Linked DNA regions of Sus scrofa: all the other regions are linked to region 4. Evidence: chromatin contacts called from public Hi-C and HiChIP or PLAC-seq data. All regions are on one chromosome and are shown on one strand. Each heading gives the region's core, a stretch centred on a gene start, on an enhancer-like site or on the middle of the called end of the contact. The rest is flanking DNA. Distances are from core to core; before and after follow the strand shown. Region 1 overlaps ANKRD44 (serine/threonine-protein phosphatase 6 regulatory ankyrin repeat subunit B). Region 2 holds the start of ANKRD44 (serine/threonine-protein phosphatase 6 regulatory ankyrin repeat subunit B). Region 3 overlaps ANKRD44 (serine/threonine-protein phosphatase 6 regulatory ankyrin repeat subunit B). Region 4 overlaps ANKRD44 (serine/threonine-protein phosphatase 6 regulatory ankyrin repeat subunit B).

Evidence for each region. Hi-C and Micro-C count contacts between places; a contact is called where the count stands out from the background. HiChIP or PLAC-seq counts read pairs in DNA pulled down with a chosen protein or histone mark.
Region 1: a contact with region 4 is called in a Hi-C map of liver, with 5 times the contacts expected there. The contact joins two enhancer-like sites. A contact is called at or near these places in 1 of 5 promoter capture datasets (liver), 10 of 47 Hi-C or Micro-C datasets (alveolar macrophages, blood, embryonic fibroblasts and 4 more) and 2 of 2 datasets of contacts at active chromatin or transcription factors (alveolar macrophages and skeletal muscle).
Region 2: a contact with region 4 is called in an H3K27ac HiChIP or PLAC-seq map of alveolar macrophages. The contact joins the promoter of ANKRD44 here to the enhancer-like site in region 4. A contact is called at or near these places in 3 of 5 promoter capture datasets (fetal liver, fetal skeletal muscle and liver), 29 of 47 Hi-C or Micro-C datasets (alveolar macrophages, blood, embryonic fibroblasts and 12 more) and 2 of 2 datasets of contacts at active chromatin or transcription factors (alveolar macrophages and skeletal muscle).
Region 3: an H3K27ac HiChIP or PLAC-seq map of alveolar macrophages shows a contact between it and region 4. The contact joins two enhancer-like sites. A contact is called at or near these places in 2 of 47 Hi-C or Micro-C datasets (embryonic fibroblasts and fibroblasts) and 2 of 2 datasets of contacts at active chromatin or transcription factors (alveolar macrophages and skeletal muscle).

Annotation. Positions count from the first base shown.
Region 1 is chr15:100,978,614-100,982,763 of Sscrofa11.1, forward strand. ANKRD44 (serine/threonine-protein phosphatase 6 regulatory ankyrin repeat subunit B) reads right to left here. Exons shown (of 28, transcript XM_021076238.1): 10 at 3,086-3,200. Among named protein-coding and RNA genes, the nearest start is that of PGAP1, 160 kb to the left of the region's middle. Within about 2 kb of position 1,423, at least 3 of the 83 cell types and tissues checked have an H3K27ac peak or open chromatin away from gene starts, as enhancers often do. A contact at or near this core is called in liver, where this site is marked.
Region 2 is chr15:101,208,910-101,213,098 of Sscrofa11.1, forward strand. It overlaps ANKRD44 (serine/threonine-protein phosphatase 6 regulatory ankyrin repeat subunit B), which reads right to left and starts at 2,263. Exons shown (of 28, transcript XM_021076238.1): 1 at 2,009-2,263. The coding sequence starts at 2,035.
Region 3 is chr15:101,177,014-101,180,683 of Sscrofa11.1, forward strand. The region is part of intron 1 of ANKRD44 (serine/threonine-protein phosphatase 6 regulatory ankyrin repeat subunit B); the gene reads right to left. Among named protein-coding and RNA genes, the nearest start is that of ANKRD44, 32 kb to the right of the region's middle. Within about 2 kb of position 1,303, at least 4 of the 83 cell types and tissues checked have an H3K27ac peak or open chromatin away from gene starts, as enhancers often do. A contact at or near this core is called in alveolar macrophages, where this site is marked.
Region 4 is chr15:101,091,455-101,095,664 of Sscrofa11.1, forward strand. All of the region lies in intron 1 of ANKRD44 (serine/threonine-protein phosphatase 6 regulatory ankyrin repeat subunit B), which reads right to left. Among named protein-coding and RNA genes, the nearest start is that of ANKRD44, 120 kb to the right of the region's middle. Within about 2 kb of position 1,422, at least 18 of the 83 cell types and tissues checked have an H3K27ac peak or open chromatin away from gene starts, as enhancers often do. A contact at or near this core is called in alveolar macrophages, fetal liver, liver and 2 more, where this site is marked.

The DNA.
Region 1 (4,150 bases), core at 173-2,672, 110 kb before region 4:
TCTCCTTAGATGGTTCCCCCACCACCACTATATATATATACTCAGACACACACAGATACACACACCATTGCTACCCTCAATGAACCACTGTTACTGAAGGGAGCAGGTCTTATCCCCAAATATGCTGAGACAGAAGAAAGCATATGGCTCTTGGAGCTGGAACAGCGTTTCCCTCATCAATGTCCTCAGGACACAGCACGGTCAATGGAAGGAAAGGCTACTTGAATAATAATGTCATTCCTAAGGCACTTTTGCCACATAGTATGTGTTTGCATAAAATGAAGGTAAAATAATTACAAGGAAAGAGGCTTTGTGCTTATTGAGTTTTTTTGGCAAATTTTAAGTAAACATTTGGCCAGTTTATCTCTCAAACGGTTCAAATCTGAAAGAAAATCAGAAATTCATGGTTCTTTGGCTAACAAGTTAAAGAAAACACCACTGAAAATATTAACACATCACAAGTGAAGTTGGTTTGTGCCCAAATCATTTACTTCTGCTTAACTGACACATTTAGGATCCCTGCCTTTGGGTAGCCATGACCTGCTTGGGAACTCTAGAATCTGGTCAAAGCCTTCTGATCCTAGCACGCTGTTCTCGCCAGGAAATTGAGCTGCTTCTTTTGATCTGCAACCTCCCAATCAAAAAGGCCCTTTGACTTAAAGCAGATCCCTTTCTCTTCTGAGACAACCCAGTGTTCTTGCTGTTCGTCAGTGTACCTCTCCTCTGACCGCCCTCAGTTTTGTCCTTAGCCTGAGCCCGCATCTTTTCTTCTCTGGACATTTGCAAGAGGCTGCCCAGTGCTTCTAGTCTGGACCACCTCCAATCTGTCTGGATTGCAATTAGAGCAATCTTTCTCACACACAAATGGGATCATCGGACACAAGCTACCCTACACCCACTTACAATTCTTTTTTTTTTTCTTTCATTTTTTAAAAATTATTACTATTTTTAAAATAGTTATTTCCCCAATACAATTATAATTCCTTAACAGCTTCTGAATGCCTCAGCATGGAACCCAACTCCTTAGCAAGACAATTGTGATCCTTTGTAGTGTGGCTCTTCCTGCCTTTCCACCTCATCTCATTCCACTCCCCCTAGATCAGGTAGTCCAGGCTTGGGAATCTGCTTTTGGATATGGTCACATATTTGTGCCTTTGTAAATACTGTTCCCTCTTCCTGGAATGTGCTTCCCTGCTTCCCCCTCTATCTTTTTTATCTCACACAATTCAGTTTGCCATGTGGCAAACTCCTACCCATCCTTCTTTTGCTGAAATGTCATCTCTTCAGTGTTTCCCTGGTCCAAACCTCCATCATAACACACCTCATGACGCTGCAGTCATTTGCTCTTGATCTCATCTCCACCACCAGCCCGGGAGCCCGGAGGGCCACCAGAATGCACCATGCCCTGGACCATTTCAATTCTGGTTCATTCTCTGCCAAGATTTTTGATTCTATTGCACAACACTTGACAAATAAATTACAATTCCTAATATAACCCTGCCTTTGTAGTTTTCCTTTCCTAAAGATTCAGTTATTATCCCCAGTTTCTATGGTCAAGGCCAAACTCTTTATTGAAGCATTTAAGACCCTCTTTAATTTGACTATACTACATGTTACTGAGCAATAAATTAATAGTCAACATTTATTGATTGTTTACTATGTGCCAGGCACTGTTCAAAGAGTTTTTTTTTAGGGCTGAACCCGCAGCATATGGAAATTCCCAGGCTAGGGGTCGAATTGGGGCTGCAGCTACCGGCCTACGCCACAGCCACGGCAATGTGGGATCCAAGCCACGTCTGCGACCTACACCACAGCTCCCGGCAACACCAGATCCATAACCCACAGAGAGAGGCCAGGGATCAAACCCATGTCCTCGCGGATACTAATCAGGTTCATTACTACTGACCCATGACGGGAACTCCCCAAAAGCTTTTAATAGGGATTATCATGTTGAATAACCTTAGCAGATGTATTTATATAACTCACAATCACACAGATCTTAACATATACCAGAAAGCTTTACTAATAATTAAGTCCTTTAATCTTCATCACAAACTTATAGGAGGTACTACTATTACTCTGATTTTTCAAATGAGGAAATCAAAGCACAGAGATTGAGCAACAGGCTGAAGGTCACACAGCTCACAAGTGAGGCAGCTTGGATTGGAGCCCAGCTGGTGCCCAGGAAAGCCTGGGCTCCCAACCGTGATATAATACTGCCTCTGGGCAGAGCACACACCATCACACACCCTCTACCCTGCCAGGCTAAGCTTTTCCCAGAGCCTTATCTCTTCCTGCCACTCACTGCTCTACTCATAATTCCATCCTCCAAAGCCTACCTAAAACTCACCTTCTCCTTGAAAACTGTGGCCACCCTTGAGCTCTCCTCTTCCTATCTACACGCTATGGTTCGTATAGCTTACACCAAACATTTTGCCATTAAAGTCCTGTTTCATTTTGAACTTCATTAAATACTATCTTGCACGGTTCTTTGTTTTAGTGGGGCCTTGGGCTTCCAACAAAATTATGAGCTCCGGGAGGATACCAACCAGGTAACTTCCGACATTTCCCATAGCACCCAGCATTGCGACAGACTCATATAGATGTTTTAAATACTCTTGTTGAATTGAAGTACAAAATGAAGTCAGGTCCCCCTTCCCAACGTAGCAGATTTATTCAATTGCATTCTATAACCATACCGTTAATACGGGTCATTAATATGCAAAACAACACCCTCAATAAATTTGAGTTTGCCCAATTATGCTTTATTCTTCCTGCTTAACTAACACTGAAAATTGGGGGAAAAAGAATATTAAAAAGGCAGAGTTAGGAATAAAGTTCAAATTTCCTTAATTAAAACCACTAGAATAGACTTCTTTCTGATGTAGCTAAAAAATAAAATTGGTTCTTCCTTGCAAGTGTCATTAAAAGTCACTTAATTTAGATCAAATTTAATTTGTGTTTAGCACAATGGTACAGTCTACCCTAACCCAGATAAATGGGAACTATCTACCACATGCCAGAATCCCCGTGGCAGGACGCCCATGTGTGGCAATTATTCCACCGTATTTTTGCAGTAACCTACTTGGCTGTGTCAGCTCCACTGGTTATTAAGGTGTTAATCAAAAGCTCATGACCGTATCTTGCAGCCACATGGAGAGGAGTGTTGCCATCCTTATCCACACAGTCAATTTCACCTCCTGAAAAAGACATTTTAATACAGAACAACATAAGGATTCAAGTTGACTCACATACCACATTTTATGCTGGTCACGTTAACCAAATGTTGATTTCGTGTCTACTCTGTGCATCTCTGCTCTCAAGGATAAGAATGCTTTCTCAGGGGACAAGTCACCATCTCGAGTAGTGGTATTATTAAATCTGCATAGAGGAAAGTCTACTAGAAATGCTTATTAATTTTTTTCCACATTGTCTTATTTGAGGATCTAAAATCTGACAACTGGATTCCCTCTCTGAATAAACAATGCAATCAAATTCCACAAAATGTAACTCTGAAGACACATCCAATTTTAATTTTACTTGCTGAATTAAAGACCTATGTAAACCTTATACAAAAGCATAAGAACCGAAAGGAATAGAGAGTTCAGAAAAAGACTTAATGTAGTTTGATTATCTAGTTTAAAATATGATGACTAAAATTAGTAAAAATATAAGCTAGAGGCTGCAAATATACTTATTAAAACCATTACATTAATGTTCATGTTATTTTAGTCTCATTTTATTTTGCCTTCTTCCCTAACATTTTATTCCACTACATTTCTTTCTTTCCCCTTTTCATATATATGACAGTTATATGTATATATATCATAAAATATATATAAAACACAATTCATCTATTTATTCATTTATTTGAAGAAATATTTAGAAATAAGAACATTTCTAAACATTTAGAAACAGCATTTAGAAACATCAAGACATTTCACCCCCAATCAAAAGACATTCTCCCACATAACCACAATCCCATCATTATACCCAAGAATTGGTTGTCATGTCTCTTTAGTTTCCTTTCACCTAAAATAATCCTCCTGCCTTTTATGTATGTATGAATGTATGTATGTATTTCTCAGGTCATTGATATTTCTGGAGACCAAAGCAAGAGTCATGTAGGATGTCTCACATTCTGGAGTCA
Region 2 (4,189 bases), core at 1,013-3,512, 120 kb after region 4:
GCTCTCGAATCTTAGACTCTCTTTGATTCCTTTCATGTGTCAGGAATCAAATGAAGGTTACACTACTCTTTCTCACCATAGTTACGAGTTTGAGGGGAAGGGTAGGGATATATTCAGAAACACTTAAGAGAAAAACATCTTTGTAAGTCCTACTCTGGTAAGTCCTGGAGAATAACTTCCTTTCTTTCTAAAACCAAGTAATACATTTCTCGCGGGTGTTGATCTTGATCGAGGAGATGATGCCTTCTTGGCAGCCTTTGAACACATCCAGTGAGAAGACAGAGGTGTCTTAACCTTTAGCAGAAAGCACAGGAGCCTGCAAAGCAGGAGAAGGGGTACATCTCCTACAGCTCAACAGCTGGGTCCTCGGGAAGACAGGCTTCCCTTCTCTAGACTTCAGTTTCTCCATTTAAAAAAAATGAAGAAATTGGGTGAAGATCATCGTTGGCATCCTTTCCAGCTCCAAAATTCCACGTGAAATTCTTCTGTGTACGTGACAATGACAATAAAGCCTATGAGAAGCACTTTTTATACTTTGAAGACTTAGGAATTAACAGAGAAGCACAGTAACTTGCACTGGCAAAGATGACAAGACCAAAGCCGACTAAAACTGGAAGATTTAAAACAAGCAAATGTCTAACAGTTGTCGAAGTATGTGCCCAGAAGGTGGAGGGAAGCCTAAACGAATATCAATTTACACTTTTAAATGCTCTGGAACCAATGGGAACAAGTAGATTCATCAAGATTACCAGCTGCTCCTCCTGCTAAATTTAAGGGTAACATAAATCTTAATTAAGTGATCCCTCCCCCACAAAAAGAAAATTTAAAAAGCCTGTAAATACTTATGGAAAACAAAGCAAAACTTTGAATCTGAAGGCAGGAGAGCAAACCACTGTGGTGATGGATCGCATTTAAGTCGCAGGGGTTCTGACTTAGGACATAAACTGAGGACGGCGAGGCACCAGATGCAACCCACTTAGGAAGCTGTTTAACACCAAGGACTGGCATGTTCGACCGCGTGTGTCAAAGTCAAGACTGCCTCTCCGCCTATTAGGACCACAAAACAATGTTCGTTCCACCATGTATGAATAAACGGCAGAAGAAGAAAAAAGCAAGCTGTTTCCTTCTTTCGTGGAAGAAGCTGCAGAGTTTTGTCATGCAACTTGCTTGGGCGCCTGTGAGTGTCAAGGTCCTCAGAGCAGCACAGTCCGCAAAGGCAGGGTATTTCCATTCCACAGACCCGCAGCAAGGACTGTCAGGCGAGTCAGCAATAACCCCACCTCTCCGATCCAGGACTCCAGGGCTGCCCTGTGCGGTGTCTCAACCGGAAAGCAACAAAACTGATGAACACACACAGAGGGTAGCCCACTACCTGAGAAGGGAGCCCCGGACCGGACTTCTCCTCCTGGGAGAGCCCGGCCAGGGCCCAGAGCGCGGTCTCCAAGAGTCCCCATCGCGCACCACGCACACTGCCTCTGGGTTACTAAAGAGGAAGTCAAAATGTCATGTCAAAAGGATAAAGACAGCCCGACCACACAAGAATCGCTGTCAGGGCGGGTCTACGGCTTGGCTTGGAAAGGGGTCCGCAGGCTGTGATCCCTTTTCCCTCTCCATCCACGGTCCTCCTGCCGGCGGCGCGGACCAGCCTCCTCTCGGCCCGCACGGGCTGGCGGAGCCCACGCTGCGCAGCGCCGGAGGCGCACCTCAAGCCTCCCCTCCCCCTGCCCAGCCCGGGCCCGCGGACAACGCACCCCCGCGCACCCCCTTCCTCAGTCCCCAAGGCGCCCCTGGCCGAGCCCGCAGTTCCGAATGCCCCGCGCCGGGCAGCGCCGGGAAGGAGAGCCTCAGCCGCCGGCTTTCAGAGGAGCCGGCGGCCACACACACTCCTCCCCTTCGCCGCGAGTAAACAGCTCGCGGGCGCGCTCCGCGCCGCGCCCCCATCCCCCCGCCGGGGCTCCGCGCCGCCCCGCGCGTCCCGCCCGCCGGCGCCGGCGCCGCCGCCCCCTACCTGGTCGGTGAGTTTGAGCACTGCCATTCTTCTGCTCCTTCGCGCGCACACACATACAGGTTCCCGGTCCACAGATGTCACGCCAGGAGCCGGGGAAGCGGAAGGGATTGCCAGGGGAAGGGAAAAAAATCTGGCTCCCGAATTTGACAGCCCTCCCTATGCTCCTCCTCCGCCGCCTCTTCCTCCTCCCGCCGAGAGGCTGACACTGGCTAGTAGGGTTTGCAGCCGAGCCCGCCCGCCTTTATACAGGAAGTACCGGCTGCTGCCAGCCGGGCCGCCACTGACATCACCGCGCGCTGCCTCGCTCGCCGCCGCGCCGCCTGGCCGACGCTGCCTCCTGCCGCCCGCGGCCGCGCCTCGCAGCCCGCGGGCCCCCGACGCCCGCTCGTGCTCGGCGCGCCGCCGTGGGCCCAGACTGCCGCCTGCTTTCCGCACCTGCACATTGCGCCCGGGGCGAGCGGGATATCGGCCCCAGGGTCGCCCCGGCTGCCCCCACCCCCAGACCCAGGACGTGCGCGGTTAAAGGCATCCCCAGGGGCTGCTCGTGACCCTCCTTCGCCCCGTCCCACGCACACAAACACACACGGTCGTACAACCTGATGAGCAAGTCCTGCTGGCACACCCCGAGGGGTAAGAAAGGCTGCACCAAAGTTTTAACCCGGGAGACTGGGAGGCTGGGTCACACTCTAGATTGGCCTTCCCCTAAACCTCTCCCCTGTCCGGAAACAGTCCAGTACATCAAATGATCACACCTGGGTCAGGTACCACAGTGCTAATGCTCTCGTTATCTAAAGCGGGGAGCCCCCCCCACACACACACACACACATTCTTTAGCAAGTGTTTTTCAAAACTTGAGGGTGGGGATTCGGGCTTTGGCCCTTTCGCCTTTTTCTCCACCTACCTCCCAGCTAGAACACACAGAAGCCCATCATTAAATTCAAACATTGGGAGGGAAGGAGGTAAAGTGGAATTACTGGAGAAGAAAAGCGATCCTAAATTACCGCATTAATGGGCCCTTGAGTGTTTCCACCAGTTCTGACTCATTCCAGATAACGATGCTATTCAACAGATAGAAGACCCAGCTGTCAAACAGCGAGAGATGCATACACGATGGTCATATTCATACACATAGTGAAGAGTTGATACTTCTGGAATTCCGAGCAAACGATTCCTTCAACAACCCTGTACTGAGTGCTGACTTTGTACCACAGAAGGAAAGGGGGAGCATAAATATTCCAGATACCCAGTCATAGGGGGTGTCTGACACGAATGAAGTGGTCATCACTAATGAATGTAATTACAGGCTGAGATAAGGGTTGGGGGCGGGGGGAGAAATACTCCTGAAAGGAATCTGTGATGCAGGAATCAGACCAGACTGGTAGGTGAGGATAGGCTTCCCTGGGAAGTGACAAGAGGTGAGATTCTGCAGGAGGAAGGGCTGGGTAGGCAAGTACATGGGGTGCTGCTCCCAGGCAGCCCCACATGCCCCTGGCATGGCAGGGAGCAGACTTGCATTGAACAGCAAACCAGAACTGCAGTTCCTGGGGCAAGACCAAATAGCTACCCTTCATTCACAAAGTAAAGGTGGGCTCTTCGTTCCTAACTTCTGAGCCTCCCCAGTCTGCTGAGAAAGGAGAGGAGAGAATGGTAGCATGCTCTTAGCATCCCCCATTTATTATCTAACCATGGACTTGTGATTCAGATCACGAAGACAAGGGGAACCAAGAAATCACTCTCCTGGCCTCCACTCCACTAATCTTCAGTAATGCACAGAGACTAAAAAAAATTTCCCTCCTAAGGCCTCCCTCAAACACAAAGTAGTTTGCTTTTGTTGCATCTGTGGAGCAGTTCTTCACTGCTGTTGTTAGTATGTCTATTTATTAATATTACTGCCTGGCTTTGTGGGTAACTGGATAGGACACTGACCTCTCTTGTTAAATATAGCCATCTTTCAGAAGAGTGATAACAAATGACTTGATATGGCAGAAGTATTCAAGGTCCACTCTGGTTCACCATGGGCATGCCTACATGCAAGTTCTTGGAGCCTGATTTGAAAGGAGGAGCAAACAGTTCTCAAACCTATCGGGTCCAACATCCGATTTTGTAACTAGGTTTCTTTGCTTTTCGTTTTTTGTTTTATGGCCACATCTGTGACATATGGAAGTTCCTGGGCTAGGAGTC
Region 3 (3,670 bases), core at 53-2,552, 85 kb after region 4:
GAATAGATTCTAAAACTGGGGTCTGAAGCCCACCTGCAGCAGAAACATCTGTGGCACTTGTAAAAAAAAAAAAAAAAATATATATATATATATATATATATATATATATATATATCAAGGTTCCTAGGTTCCAACCCAGACTCATCTTGCCATTCATCTTGTCACCAACATTCAGGATGACAAAAGGAGATTACCGGGACGAGGGATTCTGAGCATATATCATTCACATATGGCTGGAAAGACAGTAAGGATAACAGGCACACTCGGGAGTCACCAATGCTAATGAGCCACGAATCATAGAAAAGTAACTTAACTGAGGCAACAGCAAGATGGAAGGAGGCTTGGAATTAGAAGCTCTCTGGTTGCTTTCCCCTGATCTAGCAACAGCACAAAGCAGCTTCTGCTTAATCAATTCCCACCTAATCAGAGAGCCATCTTCACACTGTCTCCCAGAGCAGCAAATTAGCCTAATAGTGAGTGACTGCAGCAATCAGAACGGTATTGGTGGGGAGGGTAGGGATGGAAACGTGCTCCAAGGAAAAGCAATTGGCTAGTGCTAAGGGGTTAAGTGGTGTTTAACTAGCTGTTAAATTGCGAAGGGCTAAGCCTCCTGATTCTAATGCAGAAATTGTCAACAAGGAATAGAAATGAAGATGAAATGCATCAGGTTCTGCTTTTATTCTTGGACCCTTAGATGTGCATCCAGGTAAATACAGAAGTTACTTTTAACCCCATAAAAGGAAAGATCAAGGCTCTTCAGAGGCCAAGCCTAGCGTCTCTCAAACTCAGACATTCAGAATTTCACTTGTATTAGAATCATTAGGGGGCTTGTGAAACCACAGACGGCTGGGCTCACCCCTAGAGTTTCCCACTCAGTCGATCCAGGACGGGGCCCTACAATTTACCTTTTTAACAATTTGCAGGCGGTGCCGATTCTGCTGACCTGGGGACCACACTTTGAGAACCCCTGCTCAGAATGTCTCAAGAGCCATTTGGAAGCGGGGACAGGGCAGTGGGGCGACAAGGGAGCAGCTCAAAGAGGGATAGGGAGAGAGGCGATCTCAGCAAGCCATGAGGGTGCCCTTCATAACACAAGGAGCTTCCATGAACTCTTTACAGCAGTGATTTGTCGCATCATTTAAGAATAACAGTTCTACAACTATAGTCATTCATGGAACGGCTGCCACATGTCTGAGGGAGAATAAGGACAATGACAAGGAAAACAGGGGAGGCCTGCACTTTTCATGGATGTGAAATGAGATTGGCTAATCGAAGGGGAAGTCAGAATATGTCACAAGGCACAAGAGGTCCCAGGTCAGAGAGAGCTGTGTGGTTACTTCTCTGTCTGTAGGATCGTAAGGAAAATGCACGGGTTCTACGTTGCTCCTTCCCTCTGTTGACCAGTCTATGCTCCCACTACGACTGAGAGCCTGAGGACCACAGTCAGAAGAGGACCTACCTGGCTCTCACGATGAAGAAAATCTTAGTCTGATCAAGACTCAGCACCCACTGGTCAAATCAAACTCTAGGTTCTTTTGCACCAGCCTGACACCAACCTGAGAGCAGACGTAAGTAAGGCAGTATCACCATAGGCAGTGAGAATTTCTTCTGCTAAGCCAGAGCAAGACTAAGGCCAGTGTACTACACCCCGTTCCCACCGCTCCCCCAACTTTCAGGTGCATTGCCCCGAGGAAGATTTCCAATTAAAGCACTGCTTGGTGGCCCCAGCTCTTAGCAACAAAAAGACCAAAGGCCTTCTGCCCGTCATCTCGTCCCCTCCAACTTTTTCCCTTCCTTCAGGAAGGACACAGGGTCAACAGCAAGCAAGGGTCTCAAATCTCCGAGACAGAGACCTTTGACTTTGGAAACATTTGGAGCAGAAACAGGTGGTGTGGTCTGGAGCCAACATTCAAGAGAAGAAAATACCCAAACCTCTGAGAGAAGAATGCCTCCACATGGAATTCACATTTGCATTTCGTGTAGTCAGCGGTTCTCCAGTTTTTCCACGTCTCTTTAAAGGCTAGGTTCTCATCTCATGTGATGGAAGTAGATCAGGCTAAGAGGGTTTTTTTTTTTTCTTATGGTTTCAGGCTGGATAATATTTCATAACCGTGTGACTGCAGGGCTGAGCTTAGCAGTCGATCGCATATCCATCATTCAGCCCCATTTCAGAGACTGATAACATATTGCCCCCTCGGATTTAAGAGAGGCTGGTCATAAAACATTTCCCCTACTAACTAACAAGGCCATGAAGGTCAGTTCCTGATGCAATGCCGGGGGCCCACCTGTGTACAATAAAACATTTTTTCCCACGAAAGGATGGCTTGAGAAACAGTATCCATAGTCCAGGCAGTAAATAAGCTATCGGTGCTATAGGTCGTGGTTAGATTATCTGTCCTAAAACACTACTCTGCACACATCACAAGCCCAGATCAAGTCTTCTGTGGCTCCCCAGAGAACCCAAACTCCTTAGCAGTTGTTCTTGGGCATAGCGCATTCTTTACAACCCTCCTTCCACAGTCACCTGTGCAAACCCTCTGCCCAGGTCAACTGCTGACACCATCAGTCCTGGAAACCCAGCACAGAGCTTCCTTTTTCTCTCTTGCTTTGCTGACCTCTGTCCCAAATGTCCCCTTTCTCCTTCTTCCCAGTTTGTCAAACTCCTACCAGGAGGCATTTGAAAACCAGCTCAAATCTTATATTCTCCACAAAGCTGCTTTTCAGGAAACATCCTACCCTCAATGCTCTCTCCTCCTGGGTTGCCATGATAGAGATCAGCTGGCATTGCGTGTGCCCTGCCTTGTGGTTTTTTATTCCCTTATCCCAGAGCCGCCCCAGGCCAATCGTGCAGCTCCTGGGCACAGCCTCTCTGGCCCGGCTCCCCCAGGATCTCACCTGCTCCCCTCACACAGCAGCTGCTTGCAAAAGGTTTGCGGCCCTCACTCTACTGCAATCACCATGATCACAATCTGGTCCTCCCTGAGCCTGAAGGTTTGCAGACACTTCTGCCTTCAAATCATCTGATTTCTCTTCCTCACTCTCCAATCACTGCCCTGTCTCTCAGCCCAAGCATGTGACAGGACTGCCAACTCCCTCTGTCCCCAGGGCTGTCAAATAGCTTAATGAGTGTTTAAGCAAAGAATCCTCAGAGGCGATTGCTAGGTCAGAAAAATCACCCTGGGTCCCACGGGGCGGTGTTCGGTCTGCAGATGGGAAACAGGCAACAGGAGAAAGAGATTAGCATAAAGGAAAGGTAGGCTACTGCCCCTCTCCACCTCCATCAGCAATCTCTCTAAGAAACAAAAAGAAAGCGTCTGGACACAGCGCGGGCAAATATTGCTGAGCTCGGAAAGCTGTGCCGCCGCCACCGGAGCGAAAGCACAAAGGGTTTGTAAGAGGCGGATTTTGCTCCCCGCCCCCAACCACCAAGACTCAATAAGAAAACGAGCAGTTTTCACTCAGCACATCTGTTTTCAGTTACCTGTGTCTGAACCACAAACTTAACAGAGAAATGGAGAGATTCCGAGCTGACTCCACAGTTTAAGGTCTGTCCGGGCGGAGTGTGGAGGCCTCGAGAGCGACCGCTAGAAATGGTGCTGTTGATGCGATTGCTGAAAGGTAACAACTGCCAAGGGGCAGCAGCATCGTTTGATAAACAGCTGCGCAAGTT
Region 4 (4,210 bases), core at 172-2,671:
TAACAAGTTCAAAAACTGTAAGAGTTCCCTCGTGGTGCAGCAGGGTAAGGATCTGGCATTGTCACTGTGGTGGCTTGGGTCGCTGCTGTGGTTTGATTCCTGGCCTGAGAAGTTCCATGTGCCATGGGTGCAGCCAAAAAAAAAAAAAAAAGATTTTTTTTTTTTCAAGGCAAGAGCTTTTATGTCCAACCATGCTACAGTAGGAAAAATTGGGGATGCGGGGAGCTGTCCTTAAAATGTATAGAACAAATAAGTTAGGATTATAACCCACTCAACACCACCAGTAAAGCAGAGGGGTCCATCACACTGGGAAAAGAAGCAGTTACACACAGGCAGGGGACTGAAAATCACACAGAGCCTGACTTGGCCTTTGTTACACCAGGCAACCTCAAAAATGTTGCACAATCTCTCTGTACTCAGGGGTCTAATCTATAAAGTCAAATAACAGCAACTCTCCTGACTAATACATCATCTCTCTTGACTAATCCAACTCTGCCTCATATTTATGTCCACTGGATGGGGAGTGAAATCATAATTTTACTATGAAAGATTATTACAAACATATACCATTATACTTTTTCTTTATGATCTCCTGATGGTCATCCAGGAGATTAATTCCCTCTCTGGAGCTGTGAGGGGGGTCAAATGATGTGCCTGTTAGGGCAAAGTTGAGGCCAGAATTTAATTTTCTTGATTCTCCCGGCTCAGTACTTTCTTTCTCTCACCTGTCATGTGACTACAATACAATACAATACAGAATAAACAAATAATTCCTGACGAGGAATTCAGCTTCAGTATCTTTTTTTATGATGAAAATATAGTTCATTTACAACAGTGTACCAATTTCTGCTGTACAGCCTCCGTTTCAGTGTATTTTCTGTATAGAGATATGCTGTTTACACTCATAAGGGAAAATGTCTCCATATCTCTTCTGTGTGTCTGTGTATACATATACATACATGTATGTGCACAGAGAGTGACTATCTATGTGTATCTGTTTCTAGACATAGTTACCCCCAACAAAATAACTAACAAAATAAACAATCTTGCCACAAGTTGGAAAACAAAAAGCTACAATCTTTCAACCTGGAGGTCAGGCGGAGGGCAGCTCTGTCTAGATTGAGCTATCAGAGAGAAGGTAGGCTGCAAAGTGGATTTTGAATGAGAGTGTGGAGTGCATTTTTCATGGTGGAGACTAGGAGATGATGAGATTAGGGGGAGGAGGAAAAAAAAGAAATGGGCTGGGGGAAGCACCACGCCAGCAGAAGGAGTTTTAACTCAATCTTCAGAGCAAACAGGAACTGGAGGTCTTGAGCAAGAAAACGACACAGAGTTTTTGCAAACATTTCATCTGGCCACAGCGTGGGCTGAGCTTTGGGGGAGGAGAGAATGGAGCTAGGGAGCTCAGTTAGAAGACCATTGCTGCAACCCAAGGCATCCCAGGAGAGAACTTTCTGATCTTCATTTACCTCCGGCTCCCCAACTGCAGTGTACAGAGATACTGTGGAAACAACAGATAACTGCTTTTAATTCTTTGATGTTGCTCTATTCCTGGATGCAAATTTGGCTCAGCCTCTTGGCTCCTTTCCTTTACTCTTTATATATAGCCCAAATCTCCTGCCCCCGAGACACTACTGTTTCCAGGTGAAACTAAGGTTACTTCCTTTAGCTCCTGGAACACTTCCATCTTTTCCCCAACAGAACCTCCATGGAAATAAGTTCTGTTTTGTCAGACTTGTCACTTGAGCACTGAATTTAAATCATAGCATTTCAAAAATAGGCCACAACCATAAAGAGAAAAAAAGCAAAGCAAAACAACGCAGACATACTCTGCCAAATGCCATATTTTTATTGGACTCCGCTGCCAACTACCCACATCTTTTTTCACTCTGTCTAGTTTCAAATGGCTTGAGATCAAATCTAAACTTTAGCTAAGTCAATTAAGCAGTGTTCAGGAGTTAACATTTAGAGAAAGTTAATTTAAGCAAGAGCAAAATGGATCCAAGAGGTTAGTTTTTGCTGCATATTTACATCAGTATAATTTTAGTGAAACAAAAGGAACAACAATATACTTCTACAGTGGCTTCCTATTTTGAGAAATTTTTATAGAAGTTTTATTTCCTAGCTTAGCTTTGCTTACATTCTCAGTATAATTGTATGTTAGAGCACACTGAATTCATGTGGTATCAAATATTAATGGTAATTTAACAATGTTAATCAATATAAGCCACTTTAGTGATTTTTGTGGGGAAAAAAAATGCATATGGCCAGAAGATGAATTTTAAGGTAATAAGTGTATTCAGTGTAATTTCTCTGTGCGGATGCAGAAAGCAGTTCTCTGTTTTAGGATGCAATGTACAAACATGACTTTTTATTAATATCTGGTATTGCATCCCTTATCATAATAAGGACAACGCTAACATAGTGTTCCTTTAAAAAATGACAGAAAGTTAATTATAGTAATATTCTCTTGTGATCTAGAGTAATAATACCTTTTGAGAATATATGGAATTGGAAGGCAAATAGAGCAATCCAGGTGTCCTTTAAAAACAAAATCAATGTGTAGGAATACAGGGCATTCACTGGGAAGGTGGCAATTTCCTGTTATATCTGAGGGGGGTGGAATGACCACATACGAGATAGATGAATTAACTCAGTCACATGAAGTCACTCATGATTCAGGCAAACTCCAAATTGGGTCTGTTAGAACCTGGATTCTCTCAAAAGCCACCTTTTGCCCAGTCAAGTCTTTCCAAAGCCCATGAGAATTTCCCTTTAAACCTCCTCTTCTGACTGTAGTTCTTTTTCTTTGAATTCCATATTCATTCCTTAGAAAGGGAGGCAGCAGTTAAACTCTCACCATCTCTCCCCTGGGAACCAGATGGAGGATTAGGGAGACACCTTCCTGGCCCTCTCTGGTCAAACCACTTTCACACCCAAGGCACTGGGTTGACCAGGACATCCACTACTCTCTGCCTGAGATGCCTGGAGGGTCCCCTGCTGCCCACAAAACCAGGAAAGACACAAGGAAGGCGAATCTACGAGGGATCCTCTCAGTGTAGTCTTCCAGGAAGCATCTGTCCAATTTCCCCATCCAATGTCATGACAAGGGCATTCAGTGACAGATAGCAAAGGGAAATGATAAGGAAAAGGAGTCCAGGAGACTGAAAAACATTTGATTATATAAAATGGGAACTTCTGCACACAAGGACAGTGGCATCGTATTTCCTTACGGGAACACCAACCCAGTTCATATTTCCTTTATTTCTCTGCAAAGCACTGGGCCAACACAACATGTTTTGTTTTTTGTTTTTTGGTTTTTTTAATTAATATGGTAGGGAGATCCTGCTGTGGCGCAGTGGAAAGGAATCCGACTAGGAACCATGAGGTGGTGGGTTCAATCCCTGGCCTCGCTTAGTGGGTTAAGAATCCAGCATTGCCATGAGCTGTGGTGGAGATCACAGACCCGGCTTGGATCTGTAGCTGTGGTGTAGGCTGGCAGCTGGAGCTCCAATTCGACCCCTAGCCTGGGAACCTCCATAAACCGTGGGTGCGGCCCTAAAAAAATTTTTTTAAGTTAAAAAAAATTAATCTGGTATATTTCAGATAACAATTACATTCAAATCAGTAAAGATTGATTAAGTGTAAGAAATTTACTAAAGGTAAGAAATTCAGCACTAAGATGTTATAGTCAGTCTCTCCCTTGATAAGTTACCAAAGTGTAAGAGGAAGTATGTGAACACACACGACATGAGTAGAAGGTAAACACCATGGGAGATGCACACAATGACAGGAGAGAGGCTGCATCTGGCTTCCTGAAAGAAGGATTTAAACAGACAGAGGTGAGTGAGTTGGGAAGGGTGTGCTTCTACCTCAGAAGAACCCGAGCAGAAGACTAAACGCGTACAGGGAGCAGTTTCATTTGGCTGGAGCACGAGAGAAGGAAGGTAGGCCGGGAGGTAGACAGGGATCCTATTCTAAAAGGCTTTGAATGCCAGGCTTAGAGATTTGGGCATCCCTTCCATAGGGCTGGGGAGCCATGCATGGTTTTTGAGCAGGGGAGTCACCTAAGAGCTGTGCTTTAGAAGGATCACTCTGGAAATGGATGGTATGATGAACTGGAAGAGAAGACCAGAGGGGTTCAGCAAGGTAGGAGACTTAACAACAGTCTGGGAGAGAGGTCCCAAGAATGGAGTCCCTCAGTCATTAG